2 separate regions of the Oryctolagus cuniculus genome follow, and region 2 is linked to region 1. The links are chromatin contacts, called in public Micro-C maps. All regions are on one chromosome and are shown on one strand. Each heading gives the region's core, a stretch centred on a gene start, on an enhancer-like site or on the middle of the called end of the contact. The rest is flanking DNA. Distances are from core to core; before and after follow the strand shown. Region 1 has its middle 40 kb from the start of MDM1. Region 2 holds the start of NUP107 (nucleoporin 107).

Region 1 (7,058 bases), core at 2,805-5,304:
TCCACGAGGGTGAAGACTGTGACCATCTGGTTCACTCCCAGCACCGTGAACAATGTCTCATGCTTACTGGGCATGCAAGAAATCATCACTGAATGAATGAATCAGTCTGGTCGTCCTTGGTTCAAGCAAGTTTTTGGGTTTTTGTCTTCATAAAGCATGGATGAAACTAAACTACTTGCCAAGAGACAAAGAGAAATGACATCTAAATAAAACTTAAGCTGCATAATTCATAGAGTATAATCTCACTTAAAAAAACTATATGTGGGGTAAATGTTATTGAACACTATATGCTAGTAGTTAGATAAACATACTCTACATGAGCTGTGTACTTATACTCTGATGTAAGTGCTGGAAAAACACTCTGAGAAGATGGGAGTGAGGTTAGAGGGAGAGAAGATTAGCTTGTACTCTATACAGTGGAACGATTTAAATGGAAATGTATCATTTCATAATTACAGGAAGGAAAACATCTACAGAAACTGAACAGCACCATTATTTCTACTGAAAATTTTCCACTTTCATTTTCAATGCTCACAGTAGGGCTTCCTTTGAACCTGGGGCCTCCGGGCCTGGGCCAATTGAACTTCAAGAATTCTTTCTTGGTAACTATAGAAGATAGTAGGTGTCTGTATTCCCAGAAAATGAAGGACTGTGGTGCTTTCTTTCCTCCTCTGGAGTCCATTTTTTTTTTAAGGGTTCTTTTCCAACTGGTACGGTTATGAAATAAGACAATGACACACAAGATTGCCACAATCCCCATGTCTGGTCTATCGTCATGTCCCATGCATTCTTGAGATTCCTATCACCTCAGTATCTGTGATTTCCACATCTGTAGCCTAACAATGTGATGCAATTGTCCCTTGCAACGCTGCAGATGAACAGCAAAATGCTGTGTCCTGCTGCAGTTGCATAACACACACAAGGTCTTTCCACTTTGGCCGCGCCCAGGGAGGCCAGGCCAGTTGGAACTGCTATGGTCCCACCCAGTCTGGAAGGGACACTGCATGTGGGGCAGGCCGCCTGGGTCCCTCTGCTCCCTCTGCTCATGCCTATAGCTGAGTCGGGCAACGTGGGTTGCTGTTCATGGGGCTACAGAGCTCTACCACCCGCACATTTGGGTCTGACAGCTGCTGCTGCTGTTGGGAAGAGATAACTTCCGCCTCTCCGTGACCCTGGCTGTGACCCTGACCACGCCCTCTCCCAGGCTGGGCCCACAGGAAGTCAGGCCGAGAGTTGCAAGAACCACACCATCTCCTGTGCCTCTGACAAGGATCTGTTCCACCCCACGCCTGAGAAACTGGCTCAGAACAAGATTTCCTCTTCCTCGCCAGCCCTGCGTCCTGGAGTGGCTGGTTTGGGAGACGTTTATATTCATTTTTTCATACTTAAGGAGACAGGGATCAACTTGCTTACCACCCACACTGCACACAAGAAGCCTTAGACTGAACCGCCTTCAACCTCTATCAATCTCACCCTGCACGAGGCAAAACTAGATAGCACTGTACAGACACAGAGTGCACACATTTTTTTAATCATGATGGTGGTGGCCAAATCTTAGTTTCAATTAACTGCTGGTGGACTGTGGTACAGCCTCTCTGAAAGGCAGATTGACAACATGAGTCAAAAGCCTTAAAGGCTTCCACATCTACTGTAATTTCTCTCCTGGAATTAAGCCCAAGGAAACACAGGATGTCCATAGAAGGCTGTTCCTTCCAAATTTGCTTCCATGAGGATAGGATACTCTCCTGCTGTTCAAAGTAATATTTTAGAAGGTGTTTTAAGGCATGAGAAAGTGTTTGTGATGCATGGGAAGCCCTATATCTATGTAACAACATCTGAATGTGCATGTGCATAAGGCATGAACGGGAGTGTGTCTGGGTGTACAAAGAGAGAGGGGGCTTTCCCTTTATCCTTAACGTCCCCTGTCCCTGAGGGTCTGGGCCTTGCACTTACCCCTGGCTTTCTTCTTAGTCCACTGGCTGCTGCTTCATCCTCCCAGGCAGCTCCTCCCACTCTTCCCAGCCAACACATGTGCAGAGCCTCAGCCTCAGCGCTCCAGTCTCTTCATCTGCCTTTCACTCCCCAGGCCAGTCCCATCTCTGTTCTACGTTCACTATGCTGCTGATCCTCAGATTAGAATCTCCCATCCCACCTTCTGCTCCTGAGCCGCCGACATATATCCACCTGCCCACCAGACATCTTTCCTTGGGCGTGAAAATCGTGAAACTGTCACTCCCCCTTCTCAGATGCAAGAGTGAACTCTCAGGTTCCTCCACCATGCCCCACAATACACACACACACACACACACACACACCTGCTCTTCTCACAGTGCTCCCTTCCCCGGGAAGCAGTCATCATTTCACCAGAAATGGGACTAGAAACCTAGATGTCATCGTTTTGATGCCTTACCACAGACACCCACTGCATTAGGAAGTGATTTTCTCCAAGTTCAAAACACACAACCAAATCCAACATCTCTCACCACCTCCTCTGTCCAGGCCAGCACCTCCACACTTACCCCCCGACCACCCAGACTTCTGTAAGAGCTTCCCAGCCGGTCTCCACAGATCCACACAGCACCAGTAATCATTTAAAACAATAAACAGGCATTTAGCACAGTTATCAAATCATCACTTGGGAGGACCGCATCCCACATCTGAGTGCCTGGTTCAGGTACTGGCTACTCTACTTCTCACCCACCTTCCTACTAATGTGCACTCTGAGAGGCAGCAGTTGGTAAGGCCAGTACTTGGGTGCCTGCCACCCACGGAGGAGACCCAGAATGAGTTCCAGGCTCTTGGTTTCAGCCTAGCCCAGCCCTAGCTCTTGGCAATCCTTTCGGTAGTGGACCAGCAGAAAGAAGATATCTCTACCTATCTCTCTCTCTCTCCTTTTCAGATAAAATAAGTGGTTTTTCTTTTTATTTTATTTTATGCTTTCTATTTTTCAATTAAAATAAGTGGTTTTTAATTTTTTACATAAAATAAAATAATAAGTCATATCAGAAGTTATGAAACCTATAACCAAGGTGTCATAAGTTATCCAGGAATGAAGAAATGATGGGCTATTCTTATTGATTGTCTGCTTCTCGGTTATTTGTCAAATTTCTAAGAATAAGCACATTTCACTCTTACCAGTAAGAAATCAAAATGTTGTTTAAAAAAAAAAAAACAAAATTACAGGGTTCAGCCTGGCGTGTTAGGAGCTCATCTCCCATTAAAGCAACTCTGACAAACCAACATCATTCAAGCTACAGAGCGGCAATGCGCTCCCCCCACTCCAAGCACAGCCGAAGAAAGCAATGGAGGAATCTGCCAGGGCCAAGGGAGCAGAAAGTTCCTGTGAAGCCACTTCTGCCTCCTGTTCACATCACAGGCATCACTACACGATTGCCGTCACTGCCAGCTGCACCTGGATGCAGCTTCACAATCCCTTTCAAGGCACGGGCAGCTCCTGTCATTCATGAGAAACCTTTCTCATCTGTCATTAGCATTCCCTCTGACAACTCCAAAGCTAATTGTGCTTCCTGTTAAGTGAGCAGAGGGCACTAAGCATTTTCAAATCACTTTTACATCTGAAGTCTCATCGATCGCCACAAAACCGCCTTCAAGCGGGCAACGCAGATATTTTTATCCCCTTTTTTAATAGAACTGAGGGCCACAGCAGCTAACGCCACACTGCAGAGCTCTGGCGTCCCAGTCACCACATCCCTGCCTGCACGCTTTTCTGTGAGAGAGGACGGTCGGAACCACAGGCCACAGCGGGGACCAGGGTGGGGACCGGGGCTGGTCCCAAACCTGGACAGAGATGGGCTGTAGGTAATGAGTAATTCATTACTATGAACAACTTTAAAAATAAATCGTGGAAAAACAGATGAAGGTCACCAATTTCACAACAAAAGCCGTCACCCCGCGCAGGGGCAGGGCCTCTGGACGCCAAACATGTTTGCTGGTTACCATAGCAACCGTGAGCCACCCTCCCCTCTCTCCCTTTGACCTATTCTGAAGTTGCTTTTTATTCGGGACTCCCAAGCCTGCCCAGAACAGATTGCTGAGATGGCTTTTGGATTTCTTCGCACTCTGCTGTTGCCTGCTCTGTGACGGTACACAGGTTGGATGCCCAGGAAAAACAGTGTCCACGAGACAGAGGACACAATCCCACAGCAAGCCCACTGCATGAAGCACTGAACAATCCATCGGAAACAGTGGGGGCCCTGTCCCAGGCAGGACACGGCTCGGACGTTCCGAGGCAGGAAATAAGTGGAGAAAACCTACATTCCCAAAGGACCGGCGTGGTCCTGGAAAACAGAAAAGATTCGCCAGGCTCGCTCTTCGGTGACGCGCAGGCCCGGGTGGGGAGGTCTGTCTGCAGTCAATCTCTTCTGCTTCCCACCCTCCCTCTCTCACCCCCACACACCCCAACCTCCCAGGAATTGTCCCACCTGTTCCCCTCCCTCCTAAAGCGTTCTCTGCCTCCCCCAGATTCTCAAAAGTTAGATCCTCTGTAGTCTTTTCCTACCTTTAAGCCTTGTTCCTTCCATTTTGGAATCAAATGTTACATCTTTTATGTGATAGGTGAGTGAAGGATATCTTTCTTATGTTTTTTTTTTTTTTTTGACAGGTAGAGTAGACAGTGAAAGAGAGACAGAGAAAGGTCTTCCTTTGCCATTGGTTCACCCTCCAATGGCCGCCGCGGCCGGCACACTGCGCTGGTCCAATGGCAGGAGCCAGGTGCTTATCCTGGTCTCCCATGGGGTGCAGGGCCCAAGCACCTGGGCCATCCTCCACTGCACTCCCAGGCCACAGCAGAGAGCTGGCCTGGAAGAGGGGCAACCGGGACAGAATCCGGTGCCCCAACCAGGACTAGAATCCAGTGTGCCGGCGCCACAGGCGAAGGATTAGCCTATTGAGCCACGGCACCGGCAGGATATCTTTGAATATTATGATCAGACTGACCCTGCTACAAACTTGCTGTACATGCTTAGGTGCAGGGTAGTGTGGGGGTAAGAGAAACAGAGCACTTGGATGAGGCCCACCTGCTTTAACCCATTATAACCCCCTCTGGGAGGGCACTGCCAGCGCCCGGGGCCCAGAGCTCTGTCTGGCTTTGCGGCAAGAAGGTCCTTACCTTCCCCCCAGCCACCGGCCCCACTGTCAAAGCAGGAGACGGGAAGCCCTTGGGTGGACTGGTTGACCATGATTATCAACAGCTCGCCCTGTTGCTCAAAGAAGGGTGGGCCGAGATCAGGACACAGCACCAGCCCTCATTACGTGCACAGACTGTCTAATTGCCTTTTTGGGGTGGTAATTGCAACAGAGTGCTCTGTGCTATTAGGATATTACCATAGCACTCTCAGGAAATACCATCGGTGCCAGCTACAGATGCTGGAGAAGTGAGATGAGAAAGCCCAAGTGTGGTTTAGCTGAAGAGAAGGCAGAGCACATCAGGAAATTGCCACAGGGTGTGCCTGACTGCCTGCAACCTCACAGTTTGGGGTCCTATTACATCTGTGCCAGACTAAGCCTGCTGGAAACGTGATGCCACTCCCACCACTGGGTCTGTGCAGGGCCATTGGCTCACCATCAAAACAAACACAGGGCAGCCCCAACTCTGGCAAGAGGGGAAAGGGTATCGGGAATGTACCTCCTGTCTCCTCTTCTCAATCGGCCGCCTCCCCGGCTGCACTTGGTTGTGCCCTGTGCTGCTCACAACACTTCCGGTTCCGTGGATCGCATGAACTCTCAAGTTTCCTAAGGCCCAACACTGGGCAAAGGGAAATGAGTCCCTCGGGGACAGACAATGACGTGGCCTGACTCGGGGGAGCTGACCACGACTGGGCCACCACGATGGCGTTCACTAGTGGAAGAGCAGCACAAACACAATGGAGGAGGAGGGGCAGGTTAGGAAGCAGGTGCGTGAGAAGGCAGGTGTGAGGAAGCCTTGGGCAGCTGCAGGGGTTGCGGAGGGTGGGCACAAGGCCGCAAGGCCCAGAGGCCATACGGAAGGTGTCCCGGAGGAAGGCCTTTGTGTGAGGAGGGCGAGGAATCAGAGGGCCTTTCCACCAGCTCTGCTCTCTGCGGGCCCCCTGCTCTTCTCACAGGGGACGTCCTCACACCAAGACTTCCCGCGGACTCTGAATAGGCCAATAGACCCCTCCCAGAAAACCTGGCCAGGCTGCAGGAAAGGCTGCCTCATCAGGCCCACAGGCAGAGTCGAAGGGAGAGCCCTGGCTAAGGAATACAAGGTGTTCCCCCAGAGGAGCCCGTGTGAGGGGACTCTGCTGTCCCCTCCCAGGAGGGGAGATTTCCCGTCACGGTCAGCCCTGCAGGCTGCGGATGGAACCCTAAGAAGCAGGATAGCGAGGGGAACGTGGTTCCGTGTTTGCTGCCTGGTAATTACACGGTCCTCCAACAATAGGCTGGGACGGAGCCTGGTCCTCCACACCCCGCAGGGAGAGCGTGGGCCCCAGGGTGAAGACGGGCCGTGCCCTGCAACTCCCCGTGAGAATTCCCCTCCCTCACCACCTCCACGCCCAAGTATTTGAGTCCTGCTGTGCCAAGGTGGGAGACTTTTCCCTGTGCCCTCACAAAGCAAAGATTGCTGTGGCTTCTCTCGGCCTTATGAATGAAACCCAAGCCTCTTCTGGGGCCTTCAAGGCCTGGCAAACCTCGCCTGGCCCTGCTGCCCCCTGGCTCAGCACACTCGGCCTCTCTGCGCCTCCTCCTGCTCTTCTTCCCCGCCTCAGCACCCCAGCACTGGCCGTTCCTCTCTTCACAAACCCCTTCCCATCCTCGGGCCCCCAGGTCACACAGCCTGCCAGGGCCTGCCGGTCCTCCCACAGTGGGCCGGGCACAGGCAAGACCAGCACAGCCCCTGCTCCGGTACTGCTTCTGTTCCAGCTAGGGGAGACAGACGCTAAACAAACCACCCAGGACGTATTATACAGCGTGGGGGAGGGGGGAGCATGGAGGAAAAAGGCCAGGAAGCAGAGACAGGAGGCAGAGAAGGCGCGGGGGTTGGCGCTCTCAGAGATCTTTCCCAGGGTTCTCTCTGTCAG
Region 2 (7,058 bases), core at 2,474-4,973, 320 kb after region 1:
GTGCCAGAAATTCTCAAGAAAAAGTGAAGGAATTTCACAAAGCTTAAGAGCAAGTGCCTAAGAAAGAAATTTGCCCAAAAAATGGTTTGAAAGGCCAAGAGGAAGCTCTGGCTATGAACCAGTCCAAATTAAAACAAGGAATACATGCATATGTATAGAACTAAGATTCGAATGGCTGGGCTGGCCAGAAAAGCTGGCATTTTCTGTGTACCTATAGGACCCAAGCTGTCTTTTGTCATCAGGATCAGAGGTATCAACCATGTGAGCTGAACGGTGTGAAAGGTGTGCAATTTCTCCCGTTTCACCAGACCTTTAATAACACCCCTGTTAAACTCTGCCAGGCTGCTCCTGACTTGCAGAGAGTCGTGGAACCCTGTAAGGATGGCATGGAGGATTCCAAACCTGCAATCAGCCTATGAGCTGGCCCATGGTGCGATTATGGCAAGATCAACAGCAAGTAAACACACACTTGCTATTTACGGCATCATCTGACTAGACAGACTCTAGTCACTAGAGGATCTTATTCGTGAGATCTAGAACTCCTTCAAATTATCTTCTCCATGGGTGGAATGAAGAAAAAGACCACATGTGCAATACGTGGCGATGCTGGTGTTAAAGGACAAAATTGCAACAAATCCAAAGGTTTAACTGGCTTTAAGATTCCAGAATCAGGTGACATCCTATTCCATAAAACAGGATACGTTCCAATGAATTAAGCAGAGGCACCAAGCTTGAAAAGCCCTTCACGGCCCAGCTTCCAAAGCAACTACCTCTGAGGAGTGGACAGCCAAGTTTGGTCAGTAACGTTGCAGGCAGAACTGTAAACTTCCTGTTAGAGATGCCACCTGCCTTTCCCTGGCCACCTAGGTAAGGGAAGTCAACAGGGTGCCTTCCCCAAGAGGTTCACACCTCCCTTAGGATGCACCCCATGTGAAGAGATAGATAGGTCTGGGCCTCCTAACTGACAAGGCCTTAAAGCCCACCAGATTATTATTAGGCCTCTTCTGTCAGGTTCTATTTGCCTCTCAATCAGAGAGCTTATTCATGGCTTAGACAGCAGCTCTCTTAGGTCCTCTAATAATGACTCTGTCCTTTGTTCTAGACCCTGTCTAGCCCACCCGGGGCCTCATTCCTTTGTAATCATAGCCTCTACTCTAACATCTATGGCTCTACTCCTGACCTGTGTGTATTGATGGTCCTCTCCCCCACTTAATGTTGTATGATTGTTCAGGATTTTCTCCACAGACAAACCCCTCTACCCACAAGAGACAATCAGTCCTTCTCCCAGTCTTTGTCGGGATCAGCTTCAAACATGTTCATCAAACAGTCTTCACAAGGGTCCAGAGACCACCCACCCTCATTTCCTCTCCTCTATGAAATCCTCTCATTACCTGGTTAATGCCACTCCTAGGACCATTGATTGCTGTTCTTACCCTGTGTTTATACTACCATGTCTGTTTAAGTGTATACAGGAAGTGATAGTGGAACGAACGAAGGCCTTCACTAACCAGGTGTTCAACCAAATGCTGCTAAGGGATATACTCGGCTCCCCACCCAGGAGACAGTGGCTTGAGACATCACCCCATTCCAGCAAAGACTACCTCCTCGCCCCATGTCAGCAGGAAGTAGCTCTAAAGACAGATTATTGTCCCTCCACCCTTCCTGGACTTTTGGGGCTAATATAGTCCCATACAACTCTTGCTTTAGAAAAAAACAAAATGGGGGAATGTTAGTAAAATGGTGCAGTCTTATCTATGGTGCAATCTACACCCTGACAACATCTTAGGCTTTACACCCACCCCACCCCACCCCCACCGCCATTGCTGGAAGCCAGGTGACCACATGGCCCAACCACCATTGTCAGCTCCACTCTCCCATCCTAATAGGATTCACTGTTCCTACTTCCCTTCCCACCCCACACCCCCCACCACAAATGTTTAACAGGACCTCTTCCTGAACATGTCTCCTCTCTCTGTCTCTTGATCTCTCTCTCAATCTTATGCTCTCCTCTCTCTCTCTTTTTCCTTCTTTGCCCCTTCCCTCCAGTCTGTCAGGTTTCCCCCACCAATAAATCCTTTCCCTTACAGGAAAAAAAAAGAAAAAAAGAAAAGAAATTGACCCCTGGCTGGTGCTGTGGCCTACATTGCCAGCATCCCATATGGGCATGGTTCGAGTCCCAGCTGCTCCACTTTCAAACCAGCTCTCTGCTATGGCCTGGGAAAGCAGTAGAGTATGGTCCAAGTTCTTGGGCCCCTGCACCCTTGTGGGAGGCTCAGAAGAAGCTCCTGGCTCCTGGCTTCAGATCAGTGCATCTCTGGCCGTTGTGGCCAATTGCGGAGTGAACTTGCAGATGGAAGACCTCCCCCCACCCCCACCTCAGCCTCTGTAACTCTACTTTTCAAATAAAACAAATAAATCTAAGAGAAGAAAGAAAGAAAAGAAAAGAAAAGAAAAGAAAAGAAAAGAAAAGAAAAGAAAAGAAAAGAAAGAAAAGAAAGAAAAGAAAAGAAAAGAAAAGAAAAGAAAAGAAAAGAAAAGAAAAGAAAAGAAAAGAAAAGAAGGAAGGGAAAGAGAGAGAGAAATTGGCCCGTGTGGGAAATTCAGTTGTCACTTCTCTCCTGAATCTCAGGTCAGAAAACAACTTGGGCTTGGTTTGGTGCTGTTTAACTTTGGTGTGAGGACTGTGTTTTGGTGAGTCTGGTCTGTTGGAGGGGCCTAGGGCTTATTCTGAACAATACCCTCCTGGGGCTGGCGCTGTGGCATAGAAGGCTAAGCCTCCACCTGCACTGTCGTCATCTCTTATGTCCTGGCTGCTCATCTTCCCATCCAGCTCTCTGCTACAGCCTGGGAAAGCAATGGAAGATGGCCCAAGTCCTTGGGCCCTTGCACCCACATGGGAGATCCAGAAGAAGCTCCTGGCTCTTGGCTTTGGCCTCCCGGAGGCCTGGCCACCGAGGCCATTTGAAGAGTGAAACCAGAAGATGGAAGATCTCTGTCTCTCTGCATCTCTGCCTTTCAAATAACATCAATAAATATTTAAAATACACAACAGCCTCCTATAATTTTTATTTAGCAGTTGGAACACATAACCGGGCTTATTAGATCAATGAACTAAGGTAGCTACCATTATTATTGTCATCTGGTTACCAACCAGCCAGTCACTGCTTTCAAATTGCAAAAAGCAAAACCAGAATCTTGACTAATTTTTTTCAGGGCCAGAATATCCTACATGATTATTCTTATTAATTTGCCTAAACAGCACTTTGAAATAGAGGACAATACCGTCACTTTCTATGCTTGTTTTTCGACTTCTTAAGACAGATGGTTCTTTTCTCTTTAGTAAGGAAAAAAATACCAAGTAAAGGGCAAACAGCAATTATGTAAAACAGTTTCAAAAACTGTGGGGTTTCACACAATTCAGAAGTGAGCGCACAGAGAAACCCAGGAACCTGTGAGGTGCGGGGCAGAACCAGCACAACTGAATTCCAAGGCCAGGTTCCTTCTCGAAGAGAAAACCAGGAAATGAGCTCTCATTGTCCCAGACTATCAACGTATTTCACAATTCCCAGTAGGATACTACCGCGCCTGGACCACGCCCACAAATGCCGGTCAGGCAACGTAGCGGGTCGTGCGTCACGGTAAATTTGGCCAGGCCCCGCCTTCTGCGCCCTCTCGTGCGCCTGCGCTCGCTTAAACGGAAGTTGCGCATGCGCAAGATGGGAACAATGTTTCTCCCGCACCCTTTTTTTTCAGGGCTCTCTTGGCAAGGGTATACTTCCGGGTTAAAGGATTTACTTCCGGAGAGCGGGAAGGCTGAAACGCGGTGGCTAACCCAAGGCCGAGTTGGCGAGGTCCTGGGTGGAGAAGGCTGTAAAAATGGACAGGTGAGTTTTGGGGGTGACAGCTGGGCTGGGAGTCTTGTCCCTCTTGCTCTTGCCGGAACGAAATAGATGAAACCAGATTCCGGGAGGAAGCCGAAGAGGTCCAGGGTGCTGGTCCTTGGACGCCTTTCCCGGACCGGGAGATTTCGGCACCTGACGGAGGAAAGCCTTTCGGCGTGGGTTGGGGAAGGGGTGTGGATGGTCGTCCCGCAACTCGCGCCGCGACCCTGCGATCTGTCCGGTGCCTTCCCGCAGCGTCTTTGGTGTCGCGGGTGGGCGGGGTAGGTGGTGGCCGTGCTTTCGAGATGCCGAGCAATCCGCTGGAGACGGTGAAGCTGGTCGGCGACGGCACCGAGATCTCAGCCAGCATCAGATAGGTACCGAGTTCGCCTTACGACCTGGGCGCGGTGGCAGCCGTCTTGCGAGAAAGAGGAGTTATTCAAGGTCCTTGGCCCCGGGGAATTCGTCGTGTAGTGGCAGCGATAACCCCGCCAAGTCAAGGAATAAGCGTTTTGTAGTGCACTGTGGGGAAAATGGAGCAGGTAACAGCCCGTCTCGGGAAGTCATCGGGAAGACCTCTCAAGGTAACGTTCTAGCTGGTGTTATTAGTCCGCAGAACATCCCCACGGTGCCTCCTCTGTGACAGCCGCTGGACTAGCGGTGTATATTCTGTTAGCTTGTTTAATCTGAAGAGCAGTCGTAGGAGCAGAAGTAGCATCATGGGCAACACTGGGGCTAAAGAGACGAAGTAACTCGGTGAAAGCTAGGAAGCTACCAAGTGGAAGAGCCAGGTCACCTTCGCGGACCTGGTGTCTCCAGCCCCCGTGAGGCTGAGGGCTAAGCAGGTGTTCACCTGTGAGCCAGCGCGCGCATGTGGGTCTCTGGGAAAGAAACAGGCTCCGAAATGTGCGGACGTGAAAGAGTGCGTGCTTTGTGCAGCCGAAGGGTCGTAAGGCGGTACCTGTTTTAGGGGGGCGATGTATGGCTGTGACTGTTCCAGAAGACTGTCGACCGCGTGTGATCCCACCGCAGCCTCCTGTGTAAGACAGGCGGGACTGCGTTTGGGAGATTGCAGAAGATCCTTTCAGGAGATGGTTCCTGCAATTCAGGAATTCCGTATTCCAACAGGGAGAGAAAAGATTTACCTTGATGCCGCAATTATCTAAAGCAGTGTTAAAACAAATTCCCAGGAGAAAATAGCATAGTGCTGGACAGTCAGCCAAGTTTTTGTGCAGGGGACCTTAAAGTGGGGTTTGGAGGAATAAGCAGGATTCGGAGCTGAGAGGGCATTCTCAGCAAACAACAGAGATCCAAGACTTAGCTGCTGGAGTGACCTATCCCTGGGCTGACCTGGGGGCTCCTGCTCCGTTCTTATTGATAGACCTTTTGTGCATGCTGCATTGTCATTTCATTTACCCGAGCTTGATTATACTGTTTTAGGGGTGGCTTCGGAGACTTGTCATCCCCTGTGATCCGAGAGGCAGAGGTGACACGCACTGCCAAGAAACAGAGTGCTCAAAAGAGAGTTTTAAGTATCCTTTGCATTTTAAGCATCACGTTACCGATTGTGGTATGTTTAGAATCAGTGTGATAGAATTTTCTTTTTGTGAGCAGTATTAGCTATAATAAAATGCTGTAGAAATTAGGTTTGTTCATTTCACACATAATGTTCTTGATAAATATATTGCTGAAGTTCAATGAGATTAAAATTTATGTTTTCCTGGAAACAAAGATGTTCTGTTTTACTGCTATCATATTTTAGTAAGCTTTTGCTGAGATGAAATTTTCTCTTTTTATTTGAAATCAAAGAACACTTCGGTCAATGTGTAGTTACCTAATATTGACATCCGAGAATTTAAATGGCATGAGGAATTACTTGTTTAAATGGTAGCTATAAAACACCTTGTTCTTAACTGTATTCATGTATTTTGTGTAGTAAAAATTTGGTTAATTCTAACTTTAGTGATCTCTTTTTTGCAAGGAAAATTTTCTTAACTCTTCCTATAGTTCGAACATCCCAAGATGAAAATTTTGTTAATACCACACCAAGAAATCAGATTATCCCTCGAACTCCCAGCTCATTTCGACAGCCTTGTAAGATTTTTGTTATCTGTTTTACCAAGACTGAAAATGAGACTTCAAGAAGTTAATATGGATAATAAGGATGTAAATAATGGACCCAGGATTCAAATATTGGTTTGTTTACTCCAAAGCCTAGGCCTGCTACAGCATACTACCTCAGTATATTTTATAAAATTATCATACAAAAAATTCATTGTAAAATAAGTATCCTTTTTTAAACTATTCAGTTACTGTATAATGAAAATATCTCTATTTGTGGTACATTTTCCCAGTGGGCTCAGTAATAATATAATCTCAAAGTTAGAATAGATTATATTTTCGTTTCATGGAAATGTTAATATTGAAAATATTCAGTTAGGATCTAAATGATTGAATACTGAAAAATCTTTGTTGTTTGTTGGCTTGCTTTGTCTTGATGATGAATGCTTGTGCATCTTGGGCTCTTTTGACTAATCTCTGGTTTGTAGTTACTCCACTGAACCGAAGCTTGCTAAAGCACCCAGATGTTTCCTGCATCCTTGGAACAGGAGGGAGGTCTCCTCGACTTACACAGTCTTCAGGGTTCTTGGGAAATCTGTCCATGGTAAGTGGAAAAATGGGGCTGAAAACATCTCCCTTTTTATACAAGTATATTTGGTTAAAAGCTTTTTAAAAAAAAAAAAAAGATTATTTATTAGAAAGGCAGAGAGAGAGGACTTCATCCGCTGGATCATTCTCCAAATGGCCACAATGGCTGGAGCTGCGCCGATCTGAAGCCAGGAGCCCAGAGCTACTTCCAGGTCTCCCACGTGGGTGCAGGGTCCCCAGGACTTGGGCCATCTAATTCTGCTTTCCCAGACACATTAGCAGGGAGCTGGATCAGAAGAGGAGCAGCCAGGACTCGAACTAGCTGGGATGCCAGCACTGCAAGTGGCGGATTTACCCACTGTGCAGGCCCCACGTCAAAAGCCTTTTAATGAAAACTGAAGTCATATTCATCATAAATGTAATTCTGTATTATATGCATTGATATAATGAGTTAGACGCTTGAAAAACTAAAGCCCTTAAGTATCTCCTGTCACAAGTAGAGACTGTGACAGCTGCATCATCTACATG

The links. Hi-C and Micro-C count contacts between places; a contact is called where the count stands out from the background.
Region 2: a contact with region 1 is called in a Micro-C map of ear pinna, with 3 times the contacts expected there. The contact joins the promoter of NUP107 here to the enhancer-like site in region 1. A contact is called at or near these places in 2 of 6 Hi-C or Micro-C datasets (ear pinna and an unstated tissue).

The regions. Positions count from the first base shown.
Region 1 is chr11:70,743,992-70,751,049 of mOryCun1.1, forward strand. No RefSeq gene overlaps it. Among named protein-coding and RNA genes, the nearest start is that of MDM1, 40 kb to the left of the region's middle. Within about 2 kb of position 4,055, at least 4 of the 8 cell types and tissues checked have an H3K27ac peak or open chromatin away from gene starts, as enhancers often do. A contact at or near this core is called in ear pinna, where this site is marked.
Region 2 is chr11:71,063,808-71,070,865 of mOryCun1.1, forward strand. It overlaps NUP107 (nucleoporin 107), which reads left to right and starts at 3,724. Exons shown (of 28, transcript XM_008256765.4): 1 at 3,724-3,884; 2 at 5,322-5,413; 3 at 5,889-5,975; 4 at 6,431-6,546. The coding sequence starts at 3,877.